Regions from separate parts of the Gasterosteus aculeatus genome. Here region 2 is linked to region 1. A link is a contact called in public Hi-C data. All regions are on one chromosome and are shown on one strand. Each heading gives the region's core, a stretch centred on a gene start, on an enhancer-like site or on the middle of the called end of the contact. The rest is flanking DNA. Distances are from core to core; before and after follow the strand shown.

Region 1 (5,273 bases), core at 1,590-4,089:
CCAGCTCCTGTCAAAACATCCCACCATAAAAGACAGAAAACTCCACCACCCTCCGGGGTCAGGAGAGTGTGGTTCAGTCCACAACGGATGATCAATAGTTCCTGGTAAAGTAGGCTGCTGAGAGAGAAAAAAAAGGGGATGGTTGCGTGGGTTCAGCGCGAATGTGGTGCCGGCTTGAGAGTTGACGCAGTCTCTTTCCTCCCCGGTCTCTTGCTTTAGGCTTCACACTGTGTAGGACTGGAAAAGAGAATAGCACTGCCTCACTCTCTCCTTTTGCTCTCTCTTCTGCATCTCCCGGCCAATCGGAGCAGCACAGAGGCGGGTGACTCGGAGCAGCAGTGCAGCCAACAGACAGGATGTTTGGTTGAGAGAGAGAGAGACCCTCGCAGAAATAGTTCAAAATCTCCCAGACACTCCTACTCGTACACATACACGATTGGCAAGAGAAAAACAGGAAGTGATCTCACTGGCTCCACCCCCTTCCCTTCCTCTGCCCAACGCTTTCCTCCTCCAACAATCCTCGAGAGAGATTCTTTTCAACAAAAGGGAGTCGTAAGGAGAGAGGGAGCATTAAGGGAGTAGGACAGCGACAAAGATGGTGTCAAATTACAGCTATGGCATGAGGCGGGTTCCAACTCCTCCTTGCCTCCTCCCCCCTTCCACTCCCTGTGTCCCGCAGATGGTCAATGCACTCATAATCAGGTCATGTGACTAACTGGGCCAGTAGCGCTGCAGCTTTCTGCTCAGCTTAGAGAGCAAACAGACATAAACACACTCCCTTGCTAAGTCACTCTGCGGCACAGAGATTGCAGTAGCAATAAAATACCTACAGACAGCAGGGTCAATATTTTCCCCGTCAAGTAATAGGAATAGATCAAATCTGCCCGAGCCGAGCATATAAAGTTGAAACGCAATAATAAAAGTGTTTGCTTCTGTTTCTTTGCAGGTCTTTGTCTCTCAGTCTGCCACCTCTCTCCTTCCAGCAGGAGATGAAATGCTTTTACACAGCAAAGTTGAACTGCAACCAAAAGCACGGGCCTCGCAAAAAAAGATACACTTCACAAAGAACTTTTTTTCCAAGGAATGCAGACTATCTTTACATGAACCATCAGTTACTGGAGGAATGTTTTTGAGTTGGGCTTGTAGGGGCACAACCCAAGGTTTTTTCACACCTGCCGTATCTGGTGGCAATGATCTGATAACACATTGACATTTGTACTGCAGTATTTAGTCGAGAGTTTATGGTTTTATAGAGGCAACAAACAATCCCTGATTGTTGAATCAATCAACAAAATGGGAAAGAAAATATAAATAAATTGCAGAAAATTATGAATTTGATGCCTTCAGAAACAACACAGGCTGACAAAGGCTCTGACTGCTTCCGTCGTCACGGTTGTCCACGACTACTTGAAGATGTGCAGCATCAGTGCTGCCTTGACTTGATATCTTACACTGTTGCAAAGCACAGGAAATATATTATGATTCAAACATCGGTGCTTGATTTGGGCCTTATTAGAAACGTTTTTAGACAACAGACAATCACCGTCTTGTCAAATGCCAAGTGGCCTCTCTTCTGTTATCCTGGTGATGTGATCTTCTTATCTCCATTACAGTCAATGTCCAGAAACTCTTTATGTCCCTGTTGCTTTGCTGTTATTTCACAGCCTACTTGATGATAACAAGCTGTGCATTTCATCAATAAAGACTAATCATAAACTGCACAATATGGCCAAAAGTGTTGTTCATGATTCCTCATCCTCCGGCTACAGCTTACAATGATATCATAAACAATATTTTGCTTCGAACTTTGTGGAAAGTCAAAACCAGATATAAGTTGTATATGATATATGTTTTAATAACTATATGAGAGAGAATGTTTCTCACTGACCTCATGGTGGTGTATTTGAGCCTGAAGTTCCTGGATATTATTGGTGGAGACGGGTCGGTCCTGGATGATGCGGTGAGCCTCTTCTATTAATCTCTGGAGGTTCTTTACTTCCTGTTCATACTGCTCGTACTGCACCACAGCCTCCTGGGAAGGAGAAATCATAACAAAGAAAGCTTGAAGCCGCATATTTTGTCAAATAATTATAAAATGTGACACATATTACTTTAAGGGAGTCAGTGTCAGACATCATCTCTTCCACCATCTATGTCACAATGCTTTCATGATATCGATTACTATGCACAGTATCACTAAGTGTAACTACATGCATATCCAGTGGGGCATTTGACAGAAGGTGATGAAGACATTATATTCAAATATCTTAAATCCTAAAGGTAGACATCTGAGATTTGCTGCTGTTGGAGTAAAGACACGTTTTAAACACCTCTTCTGTTGATTATGAGATCTCAAAGTCTGCGTAAGCAAAACCTCCAAGATAAAACTTATAATATTGCAGTTATTGATCACACATTTGATCCTCAGAAAAGATCAGACAGACTGACTCTTTGTTTCAAATCTTCAGTTTGGATGAATCATCATTACAATGAGCCCAAAACCAAGGATAGGAGGATAGCAGTGGTCTAATAGGGGCTCGACAAAAACACAGGCATTCCTGAGATGGCCTGTTGGCACGCTGCAGCAGGAGTTTGAGCAACCAGTGGCAAGTCAATGTAGAACTCTAGAACTCCTCCCACAGGGTGACAAATGACCAATATAGATGTCAACCGCTTCGAGGCATGACGATTTTTCAGTTTTTACAGTTCTTATCTTGACAGATCATTTGGTCGTTTTAGGGGGGGACAGAACTGCCCTCTACCTGCAGGATGTTGCACTGCTGGATGGTGGTGTGCTGCAGTTGGCTGGCTTCTTGCTGCAGAATCTGAGCTGTGCGGCAGATAGTCAGGCTGGCCACTACCTCCTCTGGAAGCCGGAGGGCGCTCTGACACTGCTGTACTGCCGCCACCTGCTGCTTGAAGCCCTCCATTTCCACCAGCAGACGCTTATAAGGGAATGGAGGGTTGCAAGAGAGTGAGGAGGAATTGTTGGGTGTGTTAGTAAGCAATGCTGTAATGAGAAGAGTTGCCTCTAAGTTGACGCAGTTTATTACAGTATTTGTAATTGTCTACATGCAAACATACATGTGCAGTATTCTGTTAATGTTGAAATTCTGATCTTTACTAAAACATTTTTATCACCTGTCTCTGTGTGAGCTGCTCTCTGAGGCTGAGTCTGTTGAGGTCTGGCGAGGCAAGTGTGATCTGGATCTGGTCTACAGCAGCATGGAGGATCTTCACCTCCGCCTCCAAAAGCAACATGTCCTGAAGGCAACAAATTACATGTTATATTGTATTTCATGTTATATTCAATTTACATTTGTAACAAAAGTCATGCTATATCTACACTCTAGACCCAGAAATCTATAAAAAAGCACAAAATATTATTATTATACCACGTGTATGGCAATAAGATTACCGTAACAAATTACTGCTGCACGACAAGATAAAGCAGTGGATAAAATTATGATGGTGCAGTACTCATTAATGACCACGGCCACAGGCCACTGTTGTGTTGTTGTCCTTGTTTTGCACCAAAATGTTCTGATTTAAAAAAAAAAAGTAAGTACGTTTCATAATAAAGATAATTTGATGAGGCTAAAAATAATTTTGAGGTGAAGTAGTACTGGTGTCTAAAGGCAGTACGTCGTTCATACCTTTGCTGCATCCTGCAGACTCTGGAGGCGAGTCTTGGCAGTTTGCTGCAGCTCCTCGGTGTGTCTGCTGAGGTGTTTCACCTGCTGGATCCACCCCTCCGTCTGCAACACCTCCCCTAGCTGCCCCTCCCTCTCCCCCATGGCCTCCAAGTCACCATGGAGACCACGGCACTCCCGCAGCAACGCCTGTCACCATAGGAACATACATAGGAACATAAATTACACATCAGACAGAGGAGCATTTTGTGTTGTGTAATTATACTAATTAAGGTCGGCCAACAGTACATGACATTTCACTGAAAATCCAATAAGTGAGAGACCCTAATTAACTGTTAATTTGTGGGGCGTCTTCAGATTAACTAAATTGATATAGGGGATATTAATATTTAATCTTTTGGACAAATAAATATAATTTCTTTCAGAGATATTAAAGCCATCTCTACTGTAGTGTGCTCACCTGGTGTGCTCGAATTTGCTCCTGCATCTGTGACGCAGACCCCCAGATTATACCACCAGTCACCAGAGCTTCTGCCTTCTCTGTCCAGCCCAAAATAAATGCCTTCATACCCCGATATTCCTCCACCTGTCTCTCTGCCTGCTCAGCAAAGGAAGAACAAGACAAACGTTTAAGAATGACAAATATAACACTGTGCACTGTATTTTTGGTTTGTTTATGGGAGCAACATTGTGAACTGACAGAGTCTACATCACATGTTGAACTGAAAGAAAGTCTCACCTTCTTCAGTCTGTTGGCTCTGTCCTGCACCTGCTGCGTGGTGTGCCGCTGCACCTCTGTCAGTTTGGCCACGGCGTCGCCCAGCTGCTTACACAGCAGAGGGTTCTGCTCACCAAACTCCTGCACCACTACTCCTAACTCTGCCACCGAGCGACCACAGCATTGACATTCTTCACAAAGAACCTGCAAGAGAAGGTCAGGGCAAAACGACAGGAGAGAGGAGAGGAAGTCAAGTTGAGAAAAATAAAAGTGCAACTGTAGTGAAAGTAAAATAAGAAATTGTGGTTTTACAAGAGAAGAGTGTGTAATTATAGAGCAACAGAGGCTCCGGTATTCATTTAACTACACACACTTCAAGCCTTGTGGGTCTACAGATGGGCAGAAGAGGAAAAACGTTGGGCTGTGTCTCCCATCTGGGATACTCCTCTCACAAGTGGGTCATTGTTGAAGGCAGAATTCAGTTCATGCCATTCATACACTCCAACAATCATTAACCCCAACATCTGCAAAATGAATAGTCAATTTAACAGGGGTTAATTGCTTGTTAATTAGTCAATCTGTCTAGTTGATTACTTTGGTCTCTTCTTTTGCCTCCTCCAGGTCGGCGCCCTTGTCTTCCAATTTCAGAGCGATGGTCTTCAGTTTCGCGTCAATGTCCTGGAGTCTGAGGCTGAAGTCCTCTTTCACATCTCTGGTCTGCTGAACCTCCCGTTCTCTCGCCTGGACCTAAAGCAGATCAAAAACTAACATTTTAACATTTAACATTTAACATTGACAATGTCATAGACCAGACCCGAGTAGAACTCATACAAGTGAGTGGAAGCTTTTCAGTGGTACATACTATCATAGGCTCACTGCTTCACTTTTGTTATGCGCTTTTA
Region 2 (5,438 bases), core at 150-2,649, 80 kb after region 1:
CACAGGGAGCAGCCATGTTGGATCCCAGTTCCGGTGTCAGCTGACTTTCCTGCTACTTTGCAAGTATCATAAATCTTATCATGAGGGATGTATGACGCCACACAGGGATACATTGTTGTATGGTGGTGAAACGGCTAAGAAAAAATACACGCTCTTTGTTTGACTTGCAGGAAAATGAAAAACATGAAAAAATATTTAGATCTGCTGCAAATACGGTGTTCAAATGAAAGAAATAGTTAGAACAGAAATAGAGATAAGAGCAAAATGAATTGCTGGTTTGGATGCATCATGAGTATTTTTTTTAAATGGCTGTTATTCCCCCAGTGAGTGTGAAGTGTCCACATCAAGGAATGGACTTCACCCTGTCAGCTTCAGCTTCTCTGGGGATTAGCTATTCTATTGTCTGCTTCCCAGTCTATCCACAAACAGAAAGACATAATGTGCATGTGCACACATGTGCACACAAAAACACACACAGCAGGTTTGTGAATAAAATACAACAACCGAATCTCTCACACGCTGGTTCATTCAATCTACTTAGTTACTGGTCCTATTCCCGCTAAAGAATATTCTGTAAGGCATTAAATCTACCATACTGCAGAGTTCTACGATGCATGCATCTGCATTAACGATCAAAAAGCAAAAAACAAACTCAACAGAAAATAAAGCCATGTGCTGTGAGACACTGCATGTTAGACTAAACGTAATTGATTCTAACGTATAAATATCCAATGTGCTTGAGCACTGCACGCTGTGATATTTGCATGTCCAGTTCTGTCATGCCCTTCACGTAGCACACGTTTATCAGCTATTTGAACTCGAGCAGAACAAGGTAACACTCATAGGCAGAAAAGGTAACATACACATAGAGCTGTTTTACAGTAACAGTAAATCTCTCCAGCTCACACGGTTTTGCTGTGTCATGCCAAGCACTAGGTCACCCCTAAAAACGCTGCAGAACCGAGGTGGAGGGTTTTGAGTGAGTAAGCATTTTACACCTACCTTGCAGCTTCTGCATCACATTGGTAATATCCCGCGTGGAGTGTCCATAGCGCCTGGGTGATGCCATGCTGCTGACCCGAGATCATCTAAATCACGTCCCAACTTCGGTGCGTCACCCTGGCAAGTCTCTGATGCTGATCAGGACTCAGACTAAGCCGCAGTAGTTTGGCACTCCCCACTGACTGCAGGCTGTCAAAGCTGAATCCTGTCCATGTTGCATGCTGCGTTGGTGTTTTCAAGTCATCGGACTTGCAGCAGTCGTCTGCAATCCTCTCACTCAGAGAAGCTCCTCCCCCCGACGATGATGATGTACGTTCATACTGTACGTGTATGCCAGCAATCACATACAGTATGCATGAGCCCTTTCTACTTCTGCAGTAAAGACAGCTTCCTGGTCTGCTTGTGCTGCCACCTTCTGTCCAATCAGAAGGGATGGCTCTTCCTTCTCACTTCAGGACCAATGGCATGAAAGGAAGCGTCCCGTGCCAACCGGGGCCACTGTAAGATGAAGAAGTGTGGGAGAGAAAGTGTTTGTCAGCAAGCGAGAGACACAACGGAAGATCAGAGGACAGAGTTTGCTGCAGCAGACCTCGCCTTCGAAGACAACAACACATTTCTTACTGGATGTTCATTTACATGAAGCAGTCGTACTGACTATGTTAAAGGATAAATCCATCTTAAAACGGAATTGTCATTGTAATTTCCTTGTGACGAGCATCACGACTGAAATTGATGATCAGGTGATCAGGTTGAGGAAATGTAAAAAATAAGTGTATATTTATATAGATGTATGAATATGTAAAGCAATTTACATACAATGTATGTGTGCATGAATAAATATGTACAGTATGTATGATAGACCAATACGGGACATCTTGATGGATTCAGATGAGTGCTTAGTGGGCTTATTATAGTTATTAAGTGAATTTAAAAATGTAAATTGATGATAAATCGGCGGTTGTAAACTGAATTATGACGTAATTGATAATGTAGTCAACTAAAAACGATTAAGTATTAAGTAATGTTTGATTTGCAATTTTATAAAAGTCCCTATTTGATTTACGATGAATTCCTGTATTATTCGCTTCATCTCATCATTGCCTTCTTCCATTTCAACAACTTTTCTGAAAACTAAGGAGCATTTTAGGCCACAGTGCATTTTCCTTCTAAAATAAAGTGTGACACGTGGAGTTGGAAAGAAAGGCATCGATACGAGTAAACAATCGATCAAAACACACCGCAGCCGATAAAACGTCTCTCCAAAAACTCTGTATCCGCCATTTGCCATCGCACAGCAGATCAATGCCACTCTCTGAAAGGCAGGAGGGAGGTGTGATGAAACACTCGCCTCGGAGCACTTATCACGATGTGTAATCCCATTAGACAAGTCCTTTCATCATCATCTCAGAAGAGCTCAGAGCGGCCTAAAGGGGACCTACACCACTTTGGCCACAGCCTCGGCCAGCAGAGTGAGGGACTCCTCTGTCCCTGACATAAACAAAGTGGGCATAGAAGCTGATAAATTATTATTGATTTCAGATCACCTTCACAATTTGGCCGATGAATGCCACCGACAGAATGCACAGATGCAGGGCATGTTGATTCAATCTGTTGTGATGACGTCGTAGTGCAAGCTGCTTCGAGGATTAATTTATGGAATGGCTTTATGTTAATAAGATGCTGGCATTAGAGCAGGTGAAGGGGGATGTGGGGAGGGCGAAGGAGCTTACGTTATGTACTAAATATGCCATACAGAGGATGATATGCTTACCCAATCGCTAGTGTCGTATGAAAACCAGGAGCAAATCAATTCTCTTGGTAGTTAAAGCTCAACCCACACGGGAACAACTAAATACGCAATGCATCACAATAAATACAAATCTAACCATTTTTGTTGTTGTGTTGTCATAATCAGATGTTCCGACTGTTCAGCCACTGTGATAAATTGTGGGATTCGGTTGGATTTGTTGGCTCCTCTGCAGCACAGACGGACTGCTGATCCCCACATTTTTACGCAGCTCTGGTGGGGGTGACCTCTGCCGCCCGGAGCCCTGCAGGACTGAACGGATTCAGCAGGACAGACAGCAAACATTGCTGCTGCAGTGAGGGGAGACAAAGCACGTGGGTCAATAGAAAATCTTCCTATAGTAGCCGACCCAGTCTCCATTAAGAGCCGTTTTCTTATCTCATCAGAGCACGGGCTGAGAGCCCGGGACCGAGACCGCCTGTGTGGTAATCTCTTCCATGCACAGTCAGCAGTTTTCTAAAATCTCATTATAAAGTTTCGCGCTAACCTGAATGTCAAAATCAACATTATGCAAGAGAGAAATCCTGTTTGGTAACCATACATGTACTGAAAAACTCACTCAACAAGACATTTGATCTAGTATTGAGGTTTCCTTTCCTTAATTGGTGATGTTGCATGTTAAATACTAGATGTCACTTTGGCTGCTATATCATTTCTTTATAAAAAAAAAAATAGCAGTCGATTTGCCAACCTGGAGGTTTCTTTCCTTTGGACTAAAACCGGCTGGTTGGTTCTGCATGTTGGATAGTCTCTCTGCGGCTTTCAGGACACATGGTGAGACGTGCTGTGAAGTTATCCTGGAGTATTACGCCATCTACTGTTCATAGACGGGACAGAAAGACGCCATAGCAGAGACTGTCAGTCCCTTGCTGTTGACTCCATCTCTCTCAATCAGAATAATACTGACGACAGTGGTCAGTAAGTGCTGTCGCAGAGGGGCACATTGCTAAAAGCTAATGTTCAGGAGATTAATGAGATGTTGATACTAATCTACAAGTAGAAACTCCTCACAGTTCTGTATTATTTAACCACAATAATATATCCATCGTTGTTGGCTACGTCCTTGAAGACCATAACCATGTTAAACATTACAGTTTGCACACTCTAATTCCCCACCACTCTGCCCCATGACATTTTGATAAGGTTATGAACTCCAGCCAAAATGTTTAAAGAATGTGTCCTCCACCTATGAGCCCATTCCATTGTAGTTACTCTCTAACAGAACACAAAGGCCAGTGGCCACACATACTAGTGTTATGGGTGTTTGCCCGGTATTTAGGCAACAATTAAAGGAAGTTCGGGCTTTGGTCGGGTTATTTTCACTCTATTTTACAGTGAGAATGCTGCATGTTGTCAACTTTTAGGTTTAATACACTTTAAATGAATTTGTCTGAAGATGAACTTTTGATATCACTGGAGAGGAATAACAAGGAAACTTGAGAAATGTTGAGGTTGAATTTAAGGTGAAATATGGTCCAAGCTGATGGAACAAATGGGGTTGGTCTACATCAGATGCATACCAACAGGACTACTCGCATCCTTCCTTCGGCCTATACTGATGACCTTGCATATTTAACACTGCAGGATCAAGAATGAGCAACACGACGAGCTTCCTTTTCATTCACCATCACATAACTGTTCAAATGTAGAAATGTCGGTGCACTGAAAGAGTAGCCGAGCTGCTTTTCCATCTTATCAAACTGGAAATGTTTTTACTGGATCATTCCAGCTGAGAAAGGATCAGACGTCCAACGCAGGCCCCGCTGACATGGCAGACACTGTGGAAAGACTGAGGTTACTAACAGAGATGCTGGAAGTGAGAACAGGCAAATATCCACACAGCCTGTTCAAAACAATACACCAGGTCATAATTAACTGAGCATTAAAAGCACTTACAGTACTGTCACCGTCAATTCCAGCCGTGGTTTTGTGTTCTGACACCCGAGTCAGGCCTGTAACTGCCAGTGCATCGTATGCTAAACTGTTTCCTGTGGGCTCTGTGGTGGATGGAAAGAATATGAGCGAGATTGAAACATTTATCATTTCTGAAAGGAAGAAAAATAGCGGTGAGTGTGGTGGACTTTCCAACGGTGAAAGCTGTAGTCTTTTAGCACTCTGGTGATTTCACATTCATCAACCAGACGGAAATGATGGGAGAGGAAGTGATTACAGCAACACCCCGTCTCCCCACCTCCAGGATCTCTGTCCTGGATAGATAAGCCACTCCTGTTGCTAATTTCAAGCAGCAAGGCAGGAAATGTGACAGTGTAGTTTTCCGCTTCCATAAACAAGACGGCCCGCCAGAGTTAGCCGCCAGTGCCGCGTGCCTCTGGGCTCAGACATACTGACAGAGAAAGTGAGCAAGGGGACAGGAAAGGGGAAAAGTGAGAGAACAGGAAAGAGGGGAGGCAGAAAGACGGGAAAAGCAAAGGGAGACGGTCAAGGAGCAGCAGAAGAAGAAGAGAAGGGAGAAGAAGAGAGTTAAAGACAGACTGAACTGAGTATCAGTCGCTCTTCTTCTCCTCAAAGTCATGGCCGAGAACGACACAAATCTCTTTCTGGAAATACTTCGGTCTTTTGATGCGGGTGAGTTTTTTTCCAACTTCCCTTCTCTTTTAGCAGGTCTTTT

Evidence for each region. A called contact is a pair of places that touch in the nucleus more often than the background predicts.
Region 2: a contact with region 1 is called in a Hi-C map of skeletal muscle, with 3 times the contacts expected there. The contact joins the promoter of syne1a here to the enhancer-like site in region 1. A contact is called at or near these places in 3 of 6 Hi-C or Micro-C datasets (skeletal muscle and whole body).

Annotation. Positions count from the first base shown.
Region 1 is chr18:8,959,167-8,964,439 of fGasAcu3.hap1.1, forward strand. syne1a (spectrin repeat containing, nuclear envelope 1a) reads right to left here. Exons shown (of 147, transcript XM_078093108.1): 85 at 4,966-5,118; 86 at 4,393-4,575; 87 at 4,114-4,251; 88 at 3,657-3,842; 89 at 3,142-3,264; 90 at 2,763-2,945; 91 at 1,889-2,032; 92 at 1-7. Among protein-coding and RNA genes, the nearest start is that of esr1, 44 kb to the left of the region's middle. Within about 2 kb of position 2,840, at least 7 of the 9 cell types and tissues checked have open chromatin away from gene starts, as enhancers often do.
Region 2 is chr18:9,040,481-9,045,918 of fGasAcu3.hap1.1, forward strand. It overlaps syne1a (spectrin repeat containing, nuclear envelope 1a), which reads right to left and starts at 1,400. Exons shown (of 147, transcript XM_078093108.1): 1 at 1,003-1,400. The coding sequence starts at 1,069. myct1a (myc target 1a) reads left to right here and starts at 4,887. Exons shown (of 2, transcript XM_040161416.2): 1 at 4,887-5,395. The coding sequence starts at 5,341.